3 separate regions of the Sus scrofa genome follow, and regions 2 and 3 are each linked to region 1. Evidence: chromatin contacts called from public Hi-C data. All regions are on one chromosome and are shown on one strand. The core of a region is the stretch at or near the end of the contact, and the rest is flanking DNA. Distances in the headings are between cores, read along the strand shown. Region 1 holds the start of MYC (MYC proto-oncogene, bHLH transcription factor). Region 2 has its middle 490 kb from the start of MYC. Region 3 has its middle 480 kb from the start of MYC.

What was found. Hi-C and Micro-C count contacts between places; a contact is called where the count stands out from the background.
Region 2: a Hi-C map of retroperitoneal adipose tissue shows a contact between it and region 1, with 1.7 times the contacts expected there. The contact joins the enhancer-like site here to the promoter of MYC in region 1. A contact is called at or near these places in 1 of 5 promoter capture datasets (liver) and 4 of 47 Hi-C or Micro-C datasets (embryonic fibroblasts, omental adipose tissue and retroperitoneal adipose tissue).
Region 3: a Hi-C map of omental adipose tissue shows a contact between it and region 1, with 2.4 times the contacts expected there. The contact joins the enhancer-like site here to the promoter of MYC in region 1. A contact is called at or near these places in 1 of 5 promoter capture datasets (fetal skeletal muscle), 16 of 47 Hi-C or Micro-C datasets (alveolar macrophages, brain, embryonic fibroblasts and 11 more) and 2 of 2 datasets of contacts at active chromatin or transcription factors (alveolar macrophages and skeletal muscle).

Annotation. Positions count from the first base shown.
Region 1 is chr4:12,458,666-12,462,133 of Sscrofa11.1, reverse strand. It overlaps MYC (MYC proto-oncogene, bHLH transcription factor), which reads left to right and starts at 1,774. Exons shown (of 4, transcript NM_001005154.1): 1 at 1,774-2,394. The coding sequence starts at 2,365.
Region 2 is chr4:12,946,451-12,949,412 of Sscrofa11.1, reverse strand. No RefSeq gene overlaps it. Among named protein-coding and RNA genes, the nearest start is that of MYC, 490 kb to the right of the region's middle. Within about 2 kb of position 1,647, at least 14 of the 83 cell types and tissues checked have an H3K27ac peak or open chromatin away from gene starts, as enhancers often do. A contact at or near this core is called in liver and retroperitoneal adipose tissue, where this site is marked.
Region 3 is chr4:11,975,253-11,978,325 of Sscrofa11.1, reverse strand. No RefSeq gene overlaps it. Among named protein-coding and RNA genes, the nearest start is that of MYC, 480 kb to the left of the region's middle. Within about 2 kb of position 1,340, at least 4 of the 83 cell types and tissues checked have an H3K27ac peak or open chromatin away from gene starts, as enhancers often do. A contact at or near this core is called in omental adipose tissue, where this site is marked.

The DNA.
Region 1 (3,468 bases), core at 525-3,024:
CAGCTAACTCAACGGGTAATAATTTATCTCGAGCACCAGCATACTATACACGAGTCCCTCCCGGTCCCGAATTTTTTTGTTTTGGAGTGAGGGGGGAAGGGCGTGGAAAAGTTTACTTACAATGCCCTTGGTCTTTGTTTTTAAGGCTCCAGTAGAATGCAGAATAGCAAATCCCCAGGGAGTATGCATTATATATTAAATATAGATTCATTGAGGGAGCGAACAAATCATGTGCCATGTTGGGCAACGTTCTGGGTTGACGTGTACTGAAATGTATATAGATGTACATGGATTAAACGTGTGCATTTTCGCTGTGGTATTCCGAAAAAAAATTTAAGACTTTGTGAACAAAGACATTAATGCCTTAAGTTCCGTCAGTTTTTAATTGGCTCGACAGTACTCCCCCCCCCCAAAAAAAAAGGCACCTAATACTTGGCTCCTCTCCTTAGATCAGAATCCATGCATTTTTCTGTGCATGATCGCGAGTCCAATAATAAAAAGCAAAGAAGACCCAGAAAGGAAAGTCAACGTCCAGTTTGTCCGAGGAGGAAAGAGTTAACGGTTTTCGTCGCCAGGGACTATGCTGACTCCCCAGGCAGGATCCGCCAGCTCGTCTCCTTCCCTCTTCTGGGGAGTCTGGTCCTGCGACTCGCGTCCCCCTCCCCAGTATTCTCGCGTCTAGCGCCTTCGATTTCCCCCAACCTGGGAGCCCCAGCGTAGTGCAAACCGACGCCACGGGGCGCAAAAAGGATTCGTCTCTACTGAAACCTGGGTGCAGAACTGGGACCTCCGAGCGAGAGGTGCGGGGGTGTGGGATGAGGGTGCAGAAGGGCAGAGAGTGGGTGGGGAGCAGAGAGTGGGTAGGGAGCGGAGAGTCCCCCGCAGCGCGCACCCGCAAGCGCGCTCCTCCTTTACTCCAGCTCCGGAACCGGCAGAAAGATCTCAGGGCTTAGCGCGTCCAGGGGGGCAAGCGGGCTCCCGCGGAGGTCTGTGTCGGTCTGCGCCAGCGGAGCCCGGAGGTGAGGGGTCGACCGAGGCTTTGGCAGCGATTTAGGGGTTTCATTCTAGATGGAAGGTGCTCAGTCGAGGTAGCTGTACACACAGAATGCCTAACACCCCCAACAAATGCAGTGGGTGTTTATTCAGAACTCGCTCTCCAAGTATACGTGGCAATGCGTTGCTGAGTTTTTTAAAATAATTCCAGGTACCATTTTCCTCCCTACACCTCTGATCATTTTTCCCCATCTACACTTACCCCACACCACACACACACAACGCGCACCCGCAAATACCCCCTTCTTTCCTCCTCTCTTCGTAGGGCTTATTTTCCAAACGCTGCCCTTTCCCCAGTCTTAGGGAGGCGCCCCCTCGGCCCGGGACGTGCGTGGCTTGGCGGTGGGTACACCGTGTATTCTCAGTGTGGAGGGTCAGCTGTTCCGCCCGCGATGATTTAAGCACAAGGGACCAGTATGCGGTTTGTCACCCAGAGCGCTGCGCCAGAGGAGCAAGCAGCAGAGAAAGAGGGTTTGAGCGGGAGCAAAAGAAAATGGTAGGCGCGCGCAGTTAATTCATGCGGCACTCTTACTCTGTTTACATCCGAAAGCTCTGCGCACTGGAGTGCCAGGCTCAAAGGGCTGAGTCTCCTCCCTCCCAACCACCCAACCCCTCCCTCCCTCCCCGGGCTGAAGCGCCCCTCCCGGGTTCCCAAAGCCGAGGGCGGGGGGAAAAAGAAAAAAAAGATCCGCTCTCGCGAATCCCCGCCCACCGGCCCTTTATAGGCGAGGGTCTGCGCGGCTGAGGACCCTCCGGCTGCGCATCTCTCGGCTGCCGCCGCCTTTGCCGCACCCCGGCCACCGCTAGGCTCCCCACTGCCTCTGGAAGGGCAGGGCTATACAGAGGCTTGGCGGGAAAAAGAGCACGGAGGGGAGGGGTGTTCCTAGCAGTATAAAAGCCGGTTTTCTGGGCTTTCTCTGACTCGCTGTAGTAATTCCAGCGAGAGGCAGAGGGAGCGAGCGGGCGGGCCCTCCAGGGTGGAAGAGCAGAGCCGGCCGAGCAAGCTGAGTCGCGCTCTGGGCGCCCGGGGGAAGGGAGATCCGGAGTGAAAGAGGGTCTTCGCCTCCGTCCCGGCCGCCCCCACCCCACCCTGCCCGCCGACCCCTGCCAGCGGTCCGCCACCCGCGCCGCATCCACGAAACTTTGCCCACTGCAGCGGGCGGGTACTTTCCACTGGAACTTACAACACCCGAGCGACAACGCGACTCTCCGGACGCGGAGAGGCTATTCTGCCTATTTGGGGAGACACTTTTCCCTGTCGCTGCCCACGACTCGCTCCTCTGAAAGGCGCTCCTCGCCGCTTTTTGGACGCTGGATTTCCTTCGGATAGTGGAAAACCCGGTGAGCACCCAGACCTATTTGTCTTTTAATTTCTTCTTGCTACCGCTTTCAATCCGCGATGAGTCGAATGCCCGAATTGGGGTGTCTTTTCTCCCATTCCTGCTCTATTGACACTTTTCTCAGAGTAGTTGTGGTTGGTCGGGGTAGGGTGGGGACGAACCAGAGCTGGGTCGGGGTGCAATGACTTGTCAAGAAGGAAGAGAGGAAGGCAGAGGGAGAACGGGGTGCTTTTTTTTGAAAGTAGCCTTTAGAGGGGTTGGTTGTTTTTGTGTATTTTTGTTTTAATGTAGATGAACGCTGACCTCGGCCGGCTGGGCATTCTTGCTTTATTGCATTTGATTGCTTTTTTGCCTTTTGGAGGGAGAAGGGGGGTATGCTTCGCAGTGGGCAGAAAACCCTTTACGTCCTGAGCTCCTAGGAGTAAGAATTACATATTGCGTGTGGAGCGAGAGCTCCGCAGCCTCTGACTTTTTGCCGTCTCCGAAAGGGCATTTAAATTTCGGCTTACCGCATTTGTGACAGCGGAGACTGCGGCGAGTCCCGCCCGCCGATCCCCGCGGCGCTTCAATTCGCCCCCCGGCTCCTCTTAGAAGTTGGCGTTTGGCTTTTTAAAAGAATAATGAAATTAAAGCTCTTGGTCCTCGGAGATGTTAAGACTTGGTGTTGGGGAAGCGCGGGGACGGGGGAGAGGGAGGCTGGCGCAAAGATGTGTCCGATTCTCCTGGAATTATTGACTCGGGGGAAAACGAGGACAAATCTCCGCACCCCGCCTTGGCTCCTCGGCCGCCTCTGGTGTCCCCGCTCGGGTGTCCCTGCGATGCGGAGGGACTGCGGGCAGCGGGGTTCGGGGCTTTTCCAGAACAGCTGCTACCCTCGGCGGCGGGAGAGGGGAAGACGCCCGGCTTCGGGCGCGGAATTGCAGCAGGGTCTCTGGCGCAGTTGCGTCGCCGTACTGGGTGTTGCAGGGAGGTGTCTGTTATTTAACAGACCCCCCACACACCCTTTCATTGGTCGGAGGTGGGGGTTAAGGCCCGAAGACTGAGCTCTCTACCCCAGCCGGAGAGAGAAAAGAAG
Region 2 (2,962 bases), core at 398-2,897, 490 kb before region 1:
TCATTTCAGAACAATCCCCCAAAAGAATCCCTCCATGGCTACTTCTATTGTTCTAGCTGGAGCCACCTGATAACTACAGAATCATGAAGAATAGAGAGGACAGTCTCTACCCTACCCTTAAGAAGTTCAGTCTTGGAATTTCCTTGTGGTGCAGAGGGTTAAGGATCCAGCATTGTCACTGCAGCGGCTTGAGTCACTGCCGTAGTATGGGTTCGATCCCTGGCTAAGGAACTTCCGCATGCCACGGACATGGCCAAAAAGAGAGAGAGAGAGAGAAGAAAAAAGAAATTTAGTCTTTAGTCACAAGGCTGAGATATACACATCCTGATGTTAATTTATATTGGTGTCATATTGTCACTGATATTATCTTTGTTAAGTTTGGCAGCAAATTCGTGACGCATTTTGAGGAGGTGACATTTCCCCTATTTTATGAATGAGTAAATTGGAGCTTCAAGGATTGGGTCACTGGTCCAAAGTGATAAAGATAGTGAATTGCAGAACCTAGTACAAAATCCAGTGTGCTTGGCTCCTAGTCTAGTGTTTTAACCAGTCAGCTGTAATGTTTGTCAAGATTGCTTTTTAAGAGTATGAAGGTCCTATGTCAAAATACAACTGAAGTTGAGGCTTTGGAATCTGAAACTAGATCTACTAGGGAAGAGGCATCACAGGATCTTGAAAGAAGAGCCCCTCACCCAAGAGTCAGTTTTGGGGTCCTATCCTGTATTAGTTTGGGTCGCTCTAACAAAATGCCCTAAACTAGTTTGCTTAAACAACAGGATTGTATTTATCACAGTTCTGTGAAGGCTGGGAAGTCCAAGATCAAGGAGCAAGGTCCAAGATCAATTCAGAATTCTACTCCTGGTTGGCAGATGTCCACCTTCTTGCTGTGTCCTTACATGGAAGAGAGAGAGCATCTCTCTCTTGATTCTTCTTACAAGGGCACTAATCTCACTGCTGAAGACACCATCCTTATGATCTAATATCCTACCAAAGGTTCCACCTCCAAATGCCATTATATTGGGAATAAGGCTTCAACATAAGAGTTTTGGAAAGAAACAAATATCCAGTCCATAGCACATTCTGTCTCTGCACTTACATGGCTTAGCAACAAGTAATTTAATCTACTCTCGCCTCAGTTTCAAAATCTATAAAATGAAAGGTACAGTTTGAGAGATTATAAAGTCTACATTGCCTACTTCACTTGGCAGTTTTCAGAGCGGTCAACAAGACTTTTTATATAAAAGTGGCTTTAAAATATGAACTCCAGCGTTATCTTAAAGATTGAGTGTACTTAGTGGCTTATTGAGAGCGTCCACAGGCATTTATCCCGATTGACCCCTCAACAAACCTAGACAGGACAGGAATTCCTTCCTGCCAATCCATAAATGAGGCTACTCTGAAGTGGTTTTTTTTTTTTTTTTTTTTTTTTTATCCTTTGTGTTTCTAGGGTGGGAGGTATTATAATATTCTTTTTTTCCCTCCTCATTTCCTAAAGTAAAGATAAAAATTGAGCGTGGGTATGTTAAGTGATTTCACCCAAAGTCAGTATGATATAGATTCACCTGGTAGAGAAAAATCTTCTTTCTTTCTCTAGAGTGGAACCACAAACCTTAATACCCTTCGGGCTTATGTTACCAAGTGGGAACAGAAATGAAGCAGGCTGAAATAAGATACCAAATGGCCTCGTGTTGGGAAGGCAGTAGGGAGTGGGTGCAGCCTGCAGAAAGCTGGACCAAAGTATGGCTTAGTTAAAAGAGAGTACCAGCCCCTCAGCTCCAGCCAACTGTTGCCATGCAATATTAGGCTCAGAGTTTTCATCAAGTCCAATTTCTTCAATAGAAGCTATAGATCTACATAGATCTATATTTTATACAGAACCATCTCGATTTGAAAATATAAGCAACTAACTTGAATGTAAAATATTTTTGACTCAGCACCATACAGTCCAAATAAATACACCTCTGATCCGCATGCACTAGAGACAGGATGCATCCTGCTCTCATACACTGTTTCAAACCAAATTAAAGCCACTTATGTATACTTTGAATAAACATTGAGGTGCCGTGATTATAAGCATGTACTCCTGAACTAAATGATCTGAGTTCAAGTCCTAGCTCTGACATTAACTGTGTGAATGACCTTGGACAAATCACTTTACCTTCCTTATACTTGTGTTTTCTCACCTGTAAAATGGAGTTATAACAGTACTTACGCCTGTGGATAGCTTTCAGTATTAAGTGACTTGACATAAGTAAAACATTTAAAACAATTCCTGACACATAATAAGAGCTATGTAAGCTCCAGTGTTTATTAGAACTCTCATCTCACTATGAATGTCTCCTCGAAAAATATCTTTCCCCATATAGCAACTTAGCCTCGTTTATAGTCGCTCTGGAGTCAGTGTTTGTGTCATCTTATCATACACTCCGTCTGTTTAGTTAGCCTGAGGTTCTTCTGTTTATCCTGACCCTGGTGAAAACAAAGCAGCTTAAATCCAGTCCTCAGGGAGCTCACAATTTAACTGGGAAGGATCACCCAGTTTCCCCAGAACCTAAGCCAGGCGTCTCTATTCACAGCTGCACTGAAAAGCTTCCTTCCTGGCTTGTGTCTCCAAAAGGGGGACGCTATTGCAAGGTCTCTAAGAGGAAGGAAAAGGGGCCTTGTTAATTAGCTTTCTCTTTTGAATGACGCCATCGCAGACCTGATTCATTTCCATGAATTGAAGGAAAAAAAAAAAGTGGAGGGGGTGGCAGGCTCTCTGTGAAGGAATGAGTGAAAACTGGCAGGAGAGCACAGATTAGAAGAAAGCTGAAGTTGGAGAAAACAGCCATGTGAACTTGGCCGTCCACTATGACTCACGTTTAAGCCAGGAGATGACATCAAAAATCTAAATTTAAAATGGAGGCGGCAAAATGTCTGCTTCCCTGATTGGAAGCTGGAGCCCAAGAGCGTGATGGGGGAT
Region 3 (3,073 bases), core at 91-2,590, 480 kb after region 1:
AAGAAACCAACTCCTCCATTACATCAGAATCTTCAGCACTTCCTAGTTTCCTGAGCATTTCTTTGCAGATAACATTTTTCCTGTCTGTGTGCAGCGGAAACGAATCTGACTAGGAACCATGAGGTTGCGGGTTTGATCCCTGGCCTTGCTCAGTGGGTTAAGGATCCAGCATTGTGGTGAGCTGTGGTGTAGATCACAGATGCGGCTTGGATCTGGTGTTGCTGTGGCTGTGGCGTTGGCTGCAGCTCCGATTAGCTCCCTAGCCTGGAAACCTCCACAGGCCATGGGTGCAGCCCCAAAAAGACGACAACAACAACAACAACAAAAACAACAACAAAAACCAAACCAAAAGAGACCCCCCAAAACCCTACTCAATTGTCAACCTCCTCCATAGAACCTTTCCTTCCTAACCTATTTAAAAATCAATCTCTTAAAAGGGAAGTATATATATATATATATGACCGAGTCAATTTGCTAGAGAGTAGAAATTGACAGAACCTTGTAAATCAATCAGACTTCAATAAAAAAAAAAAATCAATCTTTTATTTTCCTCTGTTTCCCTAATCATTTTTTTTTTTTCTGCCATGATGCCATATTCTTGTGTTTTGTACTACCCTGGATTGCAGTCCCCTGAGGGTGGGCCTCGATATTCTTGTCTCATGCTAGGTGCTGAGCCGATGCGCTTGCCCTGACTTGAACCACTTTGCATTTCCCTCCCCAGGCTCAGCATCTCTGCTTTGAATCTCAGAGCTGCTGAGGGTCCCGGTCAGCTGCCTCGATTTAGCCAGTCGTGGAAGCTGAACTTCAGCTGGGCTACGTCCTAGGCCACTGAGTTGGCATGTGCTACGGGCCTAAAAAAAGTCCTGCTCTGTAACAGGGTGTCAGGTTCTAATTGTAATTCCTCCTCTGGCCACTTTTCTGAGGCTTGAACTCACATTGCTCGAGGACTTTATTTTTAGGCATCTGGCAGTTTAAAAGAGGGCTACAACTGTCTTGGGTTTATTATTATCTTATGAATGGCCCTGGGAAACCCAGAGCCCTGGTGATGATAATAGGACCAGCTCTGATGAGGACTTTTCTTTACTCTAAGTTAAAACCTCTTGTTTTAGACCAATGGCTTTCAGACATCAGTGTGAGTAAGGACCTTTGGAAGCATATGAATTCCTGGGCGTTATCTCCAAAACTTTCTGAATTCCTAAGCCTGGGCTGGGCCTGGGAGTATGTCATTTTCTCAGGCTCCTCAGAGAATTCTGCTGCTGGCTGGCAATTACTTTGAGAAAAACTACCGTAGCATCAGAAGCATCAGACGATGACGACAAACGTTAGCTGCGATTGGGCAGCTGTGGGGATGCCAAAGTGATCATTATCTCAGGTCCCAGGGACCAGGGAGGTCTCTACATATCTGTCCTTTGGCCTTGCTCCTCCTCTGCTCAAAACTCCAAAGGGGGCGTTCCTCCTATGACACAGTGGGTTAAGAACTCAACAAGTATCCCTGAGGATGCGGGTTCGATCCCTGGCCTAGCTCAGTGGGGCGTAGGTCGCAGATGTGGCTGGGATCTAGTGTTGCTGTGGCTGTGTAGTTGCAGCTCTGATTTGCCCCCTAGCCTGGGGAACTTCCATATGTTGCAGACGATGCCGAAAAAAAAAACCTTTGCAAGGGAGTGTTCCCACTGTGGCACAGTGGGTTAAGAATCAGACTACAGGAGCTCAGTCACTCCAGAGGCATGGGTTTAATCCCTGGCCCAGCACAGTGTGTTAAAGCATCTGCTGCTGCTGCAGCTGTGGCTTGGATGCAGTCCCTGGCCTGGGAACTTCAACATGCCCAGGATGTGGCCATTCAAAACAAACAAACTTGCAAGGGCTCCCTCTCCTCTTTCTGTCAAGCCCAGACTCCTCCCCTCTTGATTCTAGTCCCTGCTGCTCAGCTGCTCCTTCTGCAGGCGATGCATTATTCCATCTCCCCTGCTTGGCTTTCTGCTTGTTTTGTGTCTCATCTCTTCCCCGTTAGGCTTCACCAAACTTTTCTTGAGTGTCTTCAATACATCAAAAAATCTCCTGTATATCGGTTTAGTCAATATTCAGATGCCTGGAATAAAGGTGATATAGTCCCCATTGCTGCTGCAGTGAGGGTGTTTCTGAGACTTGCCCTGGGTCACACAGCTGACAAGTGGATTTCCAACCTAGAGGGACTGATCTAAGGGCCATTGCCCATCCCCTTACACGATGCCATGCTATGTAGGGGAAGGCTGTTTAAGTTGCGTTCTTCCTTTGAAACTCCAGTCAAGTCCCCTCTTCTAAACACAGAGGTAAACCCTCCTTCCCTCCTCTGTGAATGGGTTGTGCCTGCCTCGCTCTAAGGTCATTGTGAGGATAAAGGCTGATAAGCTCTCTGATGCACCGTGCTGGGCATCTGGCACCATCTCGGTGATTAGTGGTCCTACCAGCTGGACACCGCTAGCCTAGAAACTCACACCACGTCTCTCGAGGCAGGAAAGGTGAAAATCACATGACTGATGTGGAATGTTGAGATGGGATGACTGGAGTAAACTTTCTGGCATCACTGCTTGATTTACCCATTTACCTGCAGACCAGGGGTTCCCTTCAAGAATGAAATTATTAGGAACCCTTCTTCCTGTTGGAATGCTTTTAAAAAATCTCCTCTTCAAAGAGTGAGTTCGGGGCAGCGACTGCCATGGCAACAGGATGTGGCAGGTGTAGTCATGCTCTGGATTAGAACCTCGTGTTCCCTGGTGGGGAGGAGAAAGGCTATGGTCGGAGATGATCAATGGACGTGGCTGTTTTGTCACGGTCTGCAGAGTGCACCTTCTCCCCATACCTCCATCAATCTGGCCCTCGTAGGGAAAGACCCTCTGCTCTCACGTCTGAGTGACTCGCAGCCCTTTTGTGTCATCCACGAGGAACTTCTCATCTGCTTAGGTGACCCGAAAGTATGATGCAGCTGCAGCAGGCCCACAAGAAAGAGTAGATGTATCTGTCTCTTTGTTTCTCCGTGGTGGCTGGAAGCAAAGGGTATTTGGAGTTTTCCCTGCTCCTTCAGTTTCCGTGATTGGTC